2 separate regions of the Gossypium hirsutum genome follow, and region 2 is linked to region 1. The links are chromatin contacts, called in public Hi-C maps. All regions are on one chromosome and are shown on one strand. The core of a region is the stretch at or near the end of the contact, and the rest is flanking DNA. Distances in the headings are between cores, read along the strand shown.

Region 1 (5,097 bases), core at 1,211-3,710:
GCATGTGCGACACCTTTGACAATGTTCACTCTTTTGGTCCAATCCAATTCCACAGCTTCCTCATCAATGCTCAAGGCATAAAACAAGCTTCCGTTTTCCATATATTCATAAATCAAGAACATGCAACGATTGTGGAGACAAAATCCGTGGAGCTTGACAATGTTCTTGTGTCGTATTTCTGTTAAAAACTTGATCTCATTTCGGAAACTTGTATCATAAGCCGGCTGCTCAGCTTCCAATCGGTGGAGTTTTTTCAATGCAACAACTTTGCCACTTGGTAAGATTGCTCTGTATACACTGCCATAACCACCCGTTCCAATGCAATATTTGATATCAAAATCCTCTGTGGCTTTGATGATGTCTTCAAAAGCAATCTTTCCATCAAAGTTCCAAATACAGAATAAATCTCCATTTTTGGTTGGACTTGGCTCAGATTTCAAAGCTTTAGCTCTATATCGTCGGAATAGGATGAATATCACCAACACAAAAGTCGAGACAAAAAATAACAAAGTTGGAACCAGAATAACAATAGGCAGATTGTGCTTCACTACTTTGCTATTTCTTTCTCGGTTTACATTTGGAGATGAAGGGCAAGGACGGAAGCCTTGAATGGAACCGCATAAATCCTTGTTGCCTATAAATGTCTCGGGTGCAAAATGCAATAATCCATCTGGAATTTGACCCCTCAGTGAATTAAATGACAAATTGAGGTTCCCCACATAAAATGGAAATTCGGGAATCGTGCCCGTTAGATTATTCCAACTGAGATCTAAGCTGCTTAAATCAGTTGAATTCCCAAATTGGGAAGGTATCACTCCTAGGAGAAGGTTATGGCTAAGAAAAATGTTTTGGGAATAGTTTTGGAAATTGAGTTGAGAAGGTATATCTCCACTAATGATGTTATGGCTTAGATCAAGCTCATATAGAGATAAGCCACTAATTTGCAGGGGAATCCTTCCACTCAAGTTATTGTTTGCCAAAATTAAGGATCTTAAATTTGACAAATTACCAATCTGAGATGGAATGGGCCCACTCAATTTGTTGTCTGAGAGATTCAAGTATTTCAGGGCATTCAAACTCTCAATTTCATGGGGTATGGGACCCTCCAAATGATTGGAAGCGATGGTTAAATCCATTAAATTGGGTAAATGAAGTAGTGATGAAGGGATTGAGCCAGTGAGTTTGTTATAAGAGAGATACAATACAGTCAGATTCTTTAATTTTCCAATATCTAATGGGATGAAACCTTCAAAAAGATTTGAGTCAAGGTACAAGCTACTCAAGCTGGGTAAAAGACCTAGAAACGAAGGGATTTCACCACTCAAGTTATTGGCACCAAGATCCAAGTAAGTCAACCTCTTAAGATTTCTTATTTCTAATGGGATGGAACCATTTATTTTATTTGTATAAAGAGAGAACGACTCCAGTCTGGATAACTTACCCAAAGAGGAAGGGATGGGACCCAAAAGCATATTGGCGGATAGATGTAATGTAACCAAATTCGTTAGCCTCCCAATTTCATGCGGAATGGATCCATTGAGTTGGTTGTCATTAAGAACCAGTGATGCAAGATTGGTTAAGTGGTTGACAGAAGATGGGATTGGACCAACAAGCAGATTAGAAGATAGCTCCAATGTAATCAAATTTGTCAGTCTCCCAATTTCTTGCGGAATGGATCCATTGAGTAGGTTTCCATAAAGAACCAACGATGCAAGATTGGTTAAGTTGTTGACAGAAGATGGGATTGGACCAACAAGCATGTTCCTTGAGAGATGGAGATTAACCAAACTCTTCAGCTTTCCAATATTTGGTGGAATGGAACCGTGGAGTTGGCAGTTTCCGAGATGGAGAGTCATTAGCTTTTTCAGGTTCCATATATGGGGAGGGATGATGCTCTGCAATGGATTAGAGGTCATAATCAAGTGGGTGAGATTGGTCAAAAGACCAATAGCTGAAGGCATATGAACAATGAGGTTCCTCGTCAAATTTAGAAGAACAAGATTCTCCATCTTCTCAATTTCCAAGGGAATAGAATAAATTTCATTATAAGAAACATCAAGCACTGCCAATTGAGTAAGGTTTCCAAGTGAAGAAGGTAACACACCTCTAAGATTATTTGAGGACAGGTTGAGGCACTTGAGTTCGGAAAGTGCACCTATTTGAGGTGTTATACTCCCATTTAGACCATGGCCACTAAGATCAATCTCGATGACAATTCCAGTTGCACTGCATCTGACACCAGGCCATGTACAATGGTGAACACCTATGTTGCTGTAGTTACTCCACCACCCAGTTTCCATCAATGCTTTTTCCTCAGCTAAAAGAGATTCTGAATCATTATTTGTTGATCTAGCAATCTCACTGCTCCCCACTGTTATAGAGAGTAAGAAAAGTAAAATAGCAAAACAAGTGTAAAAAGAGAATGTCATAGCAATTAAGATCAGGATTGAAGCTTTACTCCCAATTCTCTACCTAATTTTAAAGAGCCGGAAAAAAACATATACATATATATAAAGACATGTGTATATTTGGATTACTATAAAATAAATTTGTTTTTCACCTCTTTTATAATTTCCTATACAGTTAATAATATTTTAATTAGATAAAAGATGCATTTCGGAATATATCCATACACAAAGTTTCGCATCTATTCAATATTACGGGTGAGCAAAACTCGATTCGACTCGAAAAAATCGAAAAAAATTCAAATCAAGTTTAATTTTCGAACTAGAATAATTCGAATATCAAACTATAATATTTTATATTTTTACCCCAAACCACTAAATCTTTTTACTCCCCTCCCCTCCCCTCCCCTCCCATCCCAACCTCCATTTAACCCAGACTCATTTTCCCCCAAATTTTCTTTTTTGAATATTTTTTCCCATTTACTTTTCCCCCAAATTTTACTCTCTTAACTCTCAAAATTTTTTATTTTCTCCCTAAACTTTTATTTTTCACCTTTTACCCCTAAATAAAAAATCATCCAAAAAAAATCTCTAAATCTAAATAGTGATGATTTTATTTATACCTACTATTTATAGTATTAAATTAAATTTCACATTCTGTACTGTTTATATTATCGATTTATTTAATCATATTAAGTCTTTATAAATTTCTGTTAAAATTGAATTATTGATGATGCCATAAAATATTCGTGTTAAAATTTTATATTGGTATAAATTTCACGTTTTATCTTTAAGATAACTTTAATTAAAAAAATCACTTTTTTATATTTAATATATTTTTTAAATTCAAAATACATAGTGACAAAAATCATAATATAATTGAAGCAGCTAAGCAATTAAAGAAGCTAATCCATATGTAAAATATTAATAAATAAATTATGAGGAGATGAAAGTTAATAACAAATTTGATTATGGTGGGTGACAGTGGTTACAAGAATTAAAAGTCATTTTTTAATTTAACTCGAACAAATATATTCGATTTGAATTTCATCTCACTTAAGTCGGTTCGAGAAAATTTCAAATCAAGTTTGGATGATAAAATAGGATTCGTCAACTAAATTAACTCAAAAAATTTTCATTCGATTAGATCAAACGTTCACCCTTATTCAATATGTTGTCAAAATACTATTTATGAAATCAAACAAATATAATTCATATAAAAAAAATTATAAAACTTATAAAAGTAATATAATTTTATTAGGTAAATGTTATATTTTTAAGTCTTTAGTCATTGCCTAAAAAAGTTGTGTATTTCTGGTTGAAGTTTCTAATGAAGAACGTGATTAATGAAGGAAAGCCATAGGTGGTTTGAATCATTATTCCTTCCTAAATCTCTATCTCAATGAAGGAAAAATGATTCCAAGCATTGACAAAAATTCACTTAGATCTGTCCTTCCATGGTATTTCCAATCCAGAGCTGTCAGCAAATTATAAAATTAAAAAATAATTTAAATAAAAATATGCATAAGATCCTATATTCCACCATAGACGCCAAAAAACTTCCTAGGTAGAATATTATCCTGTATACATTGACTTGTATTTGTGTTTTGAGAGTAAACTGGACGCTCTAAAGGACTTCTTCCTTGAAGCTTCTAACAAAAGTGACAAAGATGAAAAACTCATGCTTTCTATTTCCTAATTCCACTCCATGGATACTTTCGTAATGATTTTGTAACTTATATGGTAAACATTTACTTCATACCGTTTTTCTTTAAATTAATAATTTTTTATAATTTATTTAATTTTGATATTTTATTTATATGAATTTTTTAATAACTTATTTAAATTAGATGAATAAATTAAATAAAAAATTAATAGTTTGACGATATTATGTTTTTCCTTTTAAAAAAATATCATTATCATGCAACGTGTAACAAGGGATTGGATATATATGCTTGCAGAAAAGTATAGTGAAGCCAAGTTATCTTCCAATATTTCCGAAGAAAATAAAAACTCAAGATTTCCAAAGATATAGTATCTTGTCTAACTACTTTTGGCCCAGTCTTTACACTTATTTATACATTTTCTCCTATTACTGCTGCATTGCAATTAAAGTTGGGGCAGATGCAGTTATAGAGCAAGAAGAATATTGATAAAAATGTTTTTTTATAACAATATATGTTGACAAGTTTAATTATTTTTAAAATTGGGAAAGAATGAAATCTATGCGATGTCTAAATCAAACAAATAAAATTTATATAAAAATAAACAAAATGTATACAAAGATTAATGTCATTTTAAGTAAGTCTTTGGTCATTGCCTATAACACAAGTTGACTAGTGTCGTACAAAGATTAATGATGTCCACGTTAACTCGTTTTTGAAAAGAAAATAAAGTTGGAAATTAGAAGTATAAATGGACTTTTCCAATCTGTGTCGGTTCGTAGTCCCACACATTCATATCTTTCATGGCAAAAATTTCCCATTAATTCCCTTTTGGAAAAAAGGGGGAAATTTTAGTTCATATTGTAAAATATAAGATGTAGCTTCAATTTTGGGTGATTTATATTGGATTTTTTTTAATACAAATCAACAATTAAATTACATTAAGGAAGGGGAAATGGTTTATAAAATTATAATCGAACGTTAGACAGTCGGTGATGTGATTGGCTTTATTGCATATTTTTTAGTTC
Region 2 (5,097 bases), core at 853-3,352, 200 kb after region 1:
GCAATATAACCGTAGGTGCCAACAAGCATTGTTTGAATAGACGAATCAGGATCAATGAGTCTAGCTGTGCCAAAATCCGAGACACAAGCCTCAAGATTGGAGTTCAATAAAATGTTATTGCTTGATATGTCTCGGTGAACTATTGGTGGGTGGCAATCATGATGCAGATAAGATAAAGCACATGCTGTATCTTTGATTATCTTCACTCTTTTGGTCCAATCCAGCTCCATTGCTTCATTATCATAGGCGAGAACACAAAATAAGCTCCCTCGAGCCATGTATTCGTAAATCAAAAACATGCAACGATTATGGAGACAAAATCCATGAAGCTTCACTATGTTCTTGTGTCGTATTTCTGATAATATTTTTGCCTCATTCTTGAAACTCTTGTCAAAAGCTAGGACCTCTGCTTCTCTACGATGAAGTTTCTTCAAGGCAACAATCTTTCCACTTGGTAACTGCGCTCTATAAACACTACCATAACCACCAGTCCCAATACAGTATCGGATGTCAAAGTCGTTGGTCGCCTCAATGATATCTTCAAATGCAATTCTTCCGTCAAAGTTCAAGATTGAGAATAAATCTCCATTTTTTGTGACATTTGGTTCAGGAATGTTATCTTTTGCTCTGGATCTAAGGAAGAGTAAGACTCCTAAAGCCAAGAAGGCCAAAAAACAGAGAACGGGAAGAATGATTTCAACAATTTTTAACTTGTTGCTTGATGTAGAAGGGCAAGGAGAGAAACCTCGTATGTTTCCACATAAATACTTGTTTCCCCAAAATGAATCAGATGAAAATTCACTCAAATGCCCTGGTATAGGACCGTCTAGAGAATTATAGGACAGATTGAGCACATACGACACCCACAAATATGCAGGAATCATGCCTGTTAGATTGTTGTGGCTAAGATCCAAAACCTGAAAGTAAAGATCGTTATCAAATTGATGCGGTATTTCTCCCTCGATGAAGTTATGACTGAGATCAAGAGTATAATGAGGGCAACTGAAGACTTCAAAGGGAATGCTTCCAGTTATATGATTGTTACTCAAAGACAATTCTTGTAAGTTTGAGCAATTTCCAATTTGAGATGGAATAGGAACAATCAAATTGTTACTGGAGAGGTCAAGGAAATTAAAGCTTTCAAATTCTTCATTTCTTGTGGTAAGGGACCTTCTAAAAGATTGGAATCAAGATAGAGAATGCTCAATCTGGATAAATTAAATATTGACAAAGGGATCGAACCATTGAGCTTGTTTTTACTTAGATTCAATTCACACAAATCCTTTAGGTTTCCAATTTCACGAGGAATTACCCCAGTGATTTGATTAAAGGATAAGTCCAACTGTTTTAAATTGGTTAATTTGCCTAAGGTAGAAGGGAAAGGACCACTAATTTGGTTTTTGGATAGGTTCAACATTTTTAAAGTGGTTAAGTTGCCCAAGGTAGAAGGGATAGGGCCAGTAATTCTATTATGCGATAGGTCCAACAGCTTCAAACTTTCCAAGTTTCCACAGCCTGAAGGGATAGAACCTTCAACAAAGTTTCTGGAAAGATTGAGCCCTTTTAAACGTGTAAGTTTTCCAAGGGATTGAGGTAACTCACCTATTATATTATTGTAAGAAAGATCAAGGTGCTCGAGAGAAGATAAAGCACATATTTGAGGCGAGATGCTTCCACTAACCGCAAACCGTGAACAATCAATGCTGGTGATGCTCCCAGCTTCATTGCATGATATACCTACCCAGCTGCAACGTTTGTGAGTGTCATTGCTGTGCCAACTCCACCAACCTAAATGAAGGATAGCTTTTGCTTCCATTTCTAGCTCGGATGTTGTGACTAATCTGGTAGAACCAGTACCCAAAGTTGGAAAAATGGTGACCACGAGTGCAATCGAAACATAAGAAAGAACACGGGTAGTGCAACAAAAAGGTGAGGCCATCTTTAAGCTTAATTTTTTTTATAGGCTGTGATAATAATAATGGTTAGTGATTTCCCGGCTAATCAATTAACCCAATATGGATCAAATTTATTGCTTTCGAAGTCAAGATCTTCCTCTATCTTTTGGTTTGGGCTCAGTGTTACGGTTCGCCATAAGAAGCCTATGACCCACGCGGAAGCCACTACTGTCCTCAAGCAGAATTTCTCCATTCCTAGAGACACCCCCAAAAGATGGTGGGCCAAAGTGAAGTCAAAACTGCTCCGCTGATTATAGACTTTTATAGTCATTACTTCTTAAATTTTAGTTGAAGGTTCAAAATTTTGAATTATTAATTAATGAAAATTTTGATTTGTATTTTTTTATTGAAAATTTTTCTATTGAAAAAATATATAAAAATAAAGTGAAATTATAATTTTATACAATTATTTCTTTTTTATTAGTCACTGACCGCTGAAATCAAGGATTACTGTAAAAAAAAATTTTCAAACTAAACCCGAGTAGATTGTGTACCTCTTACAGAGATAACCCATCCATCTGCTGGGTCATTGCAATATGTAACCAAAATTATGAGTCTCTGGATGAACATAACTAGTATTCATTTTATTTTTCTGCTCTTTCAAAATGATAACTTATTAGAATAAAAAGAGTCCAAAGATACTGAATTTAGTCAGTTACAACAGATAACAGAAGCTAAATCTAAAAAAATTAACAAATTTAATCTTTAATATTTATAAAATTTGTCATTTTAATCTTAATTATAAAAATTATTTTTTATATATTGAAAGAATTGATAACACTATATATCATCTAATATATATTATGTATGGTACTAACTAAATGTGTCTATGAGTCGGCCTAGATTGGCCCGAAAAATTATCTTAAAATTTTGACTAAACTCAACTCGTATTAATTTTTTATATAATTTTAAAAATATATATATAATACACCATAAATACTAAAAACATTAAAATAAATGTTTCACAACAAATTAAAAATAAATATATATATACTTAAACAACACTAAAATAAATACAATTTAACAAGCAAATGTGAAAAATAACAACAAAATTAACAATAAAACAAGATTATACAATATTCAAATAATAACAACAAAATAGTAGTAACATAATTGTGAAATTGTAGCAAAATAGTGAAAAAAACAACAAGAAAATAGCAAGAAAAAAAATAGCAAATAACAGTAAAAAAAATTGATTTTTTTTGTATTCATACCCGGACTAGGCAAAAAAACTTACCTAAGGCTCGGCCCGTTTAGAAAACGGGCTTTATTCTTTGCCCAAATTCATTTTTCAAGCCTATATTTTTACCCAAACCCTTCTACTTTTCGGACAAGTCTTCAACCCGGCCCATGGGCAGGTCTAGTACTAACATTAATTCACAATCTTTAGTCTCTAATAATTAGGTGACCTAAATTTTTTATATTATTAATATTAGTGCTCAAATTGATAATTTTAATAGTGGAATGGTCTAATCATTATCATTGTAATTTATCAATAACATTTGATAAACTTTATAATTAAAAAAATAATTATAAAATAGTATTATATGATAAATAACATGATTTATAATAAGGGATAAATCTCAAAGCTATACATGGATTATGGTTTAATATGCAATTGTATATATTAACTTTGATTTGTGTAATTTTATAATGAAATTTTGATTTGATCCAATTCTTATAAATTATTAACACAATTATTAATATAACATCATTTTATGTTTATATATTGCATACATAAATAATTATATTTATTCAATACAAAAATAAATTGATGTATTTATTTCTTTAAATGTACATGAAAATTAAAATTTCAAGTATATATTTGAACCATAATTAGAGTTTCACGTGTATAATTATATCAAATTAAAATTCATATATACAATTACATATTAGATCAAAATTCATATATAATTTTAATATTTATCTCTATTTATATTAATAGTACCCAAGCAAATTATGGAAAACTAGTTTTGAGCCCTGCTTTCGCTGGGTTTCTAATTTTCTTTATAAAATTTAAGTTAATTAAGGTAAAAATTAATTTACAATTAAATCTTATTAATTATAAAAAATAAATTTATGATAATTTTCAAAATCAGGTATGAATATAAGTTAATGTGTGAGTTGGTTTGTGGATCAATAACTTTAAATAAATTGTTTAAATATTAAAATTTTCTTAACATGTTGAATAAATTACTTTTTAAATTTTTCTTCTTGTGATTGGTGCATGACTAATTAATAAGATTGTGGTTCTCGACATCAATACCAAATTGTGTCTTTTTAAGAGTTCAAGGATTTATTCAAAAAAAAAATCAATTGATTCTAGGAGTCGGCTACTTAAAATAAAAAAATTTTCATTTAAGTCTTTTAAAATTTTTGAAATTTTAAATTAATAAAATTAAAAGTACACTTTAACCCTCTAAAAATAATAAAATTTTGATTTAATCATTTAAAGATTATATTTTTATTATCGTAAAAATTACAATTTAATTTCGACTTCTAATTTGCGCCCCTAATTAATTCAATGGAATGGTTTGGTATGAAAGGGTGTGGTTATGATTGGAGTAATGGGTTGTTGTTTTTCATTTTTCCCTTTGGAATGCTTTTGCTGCAATGATTTATGTTTGTAAGAGCTTATGGTTGAGTTCTATTTTTCAGCTTTGGGAGGTGGTGAATACATTGATCAGCTACTTAGTGAAATTACGATGATTAAGCTGGTGGCATGAAGGAATGACTTCATTGATGAGCTTGCTAAAACTGGACCTGACTGCTTTTCTTTTTTCCGAACTTGTTTCTTTGTTTTTTCTTATTTTAAGTTTTCCATGCTCATTTTGGGATCTTTTTATAAGGCAATGTTCTTTTTATATTGATATTAATAATATTAATATCTTGCTGAGCAAAAAAAAAAAAATCTAAGTTACAGGTTTAAGTTCAGAATATAATTGGATAATCTGAGCAAGAGAGTATCTGTTCAGCTCTTTGGTAGGCTTTCAATCAATATGATAATGCCCCCGATGTCGATGTGGTGTATGATAATTGTAAGAGGCTTCATAGATATTGCACTTTTGCTTTCGTTAGGTTCCAAATTTGAATCTAAACTTAGGAGGGTGATAACAGAGGGTAATGGTAGGAAGATTGATAG

What was found. A called contact is a pair of places that touch in the nucleus more often than the background predicts.
Region 2: a contact with region 1 is called in a Hi-C map of leaf, with 1.8 times the contacts expected there. The contact joins the enhancer-like site here to the promoter of LOC107889883 in region 1. A contact is called at or near these places in 2 of 34 Hi-C or Micro-C datasets (both in leaf).

The regions. Positions count from the first base shown.
Region 1 is chrA09:6,036,675-6,041,771 of Gossypium_hirsutum_v2.1, forward strand. It overlaps LOC107889883 (probable leucine-rich repeat receptor-like protein kinase At1g35710), which reads right to left and starts at 2,461. Exons shown (of 2, transcript XM_041077458.1): 1 at 1-2,461. The coding sequence starts at 2,429.
Region 2 is chrA09:6,234,454-6,239,550 of Gossypium_hirsutum_v2.1, forward strand. It overlaps the pseudogene LOC107888627. Among protein-coding and RNA genes, the nearest start is that of LOC121206502, 9.8 kb to the right of the region's middle. Within about 2 kb of position 2,103, at least 6 of the 9 cell types and tissues checked have an H3K27ac peak or open chromatin away from gene starts, as enhancers often do. A contact at or near this core is called in leaf, where this site is marked.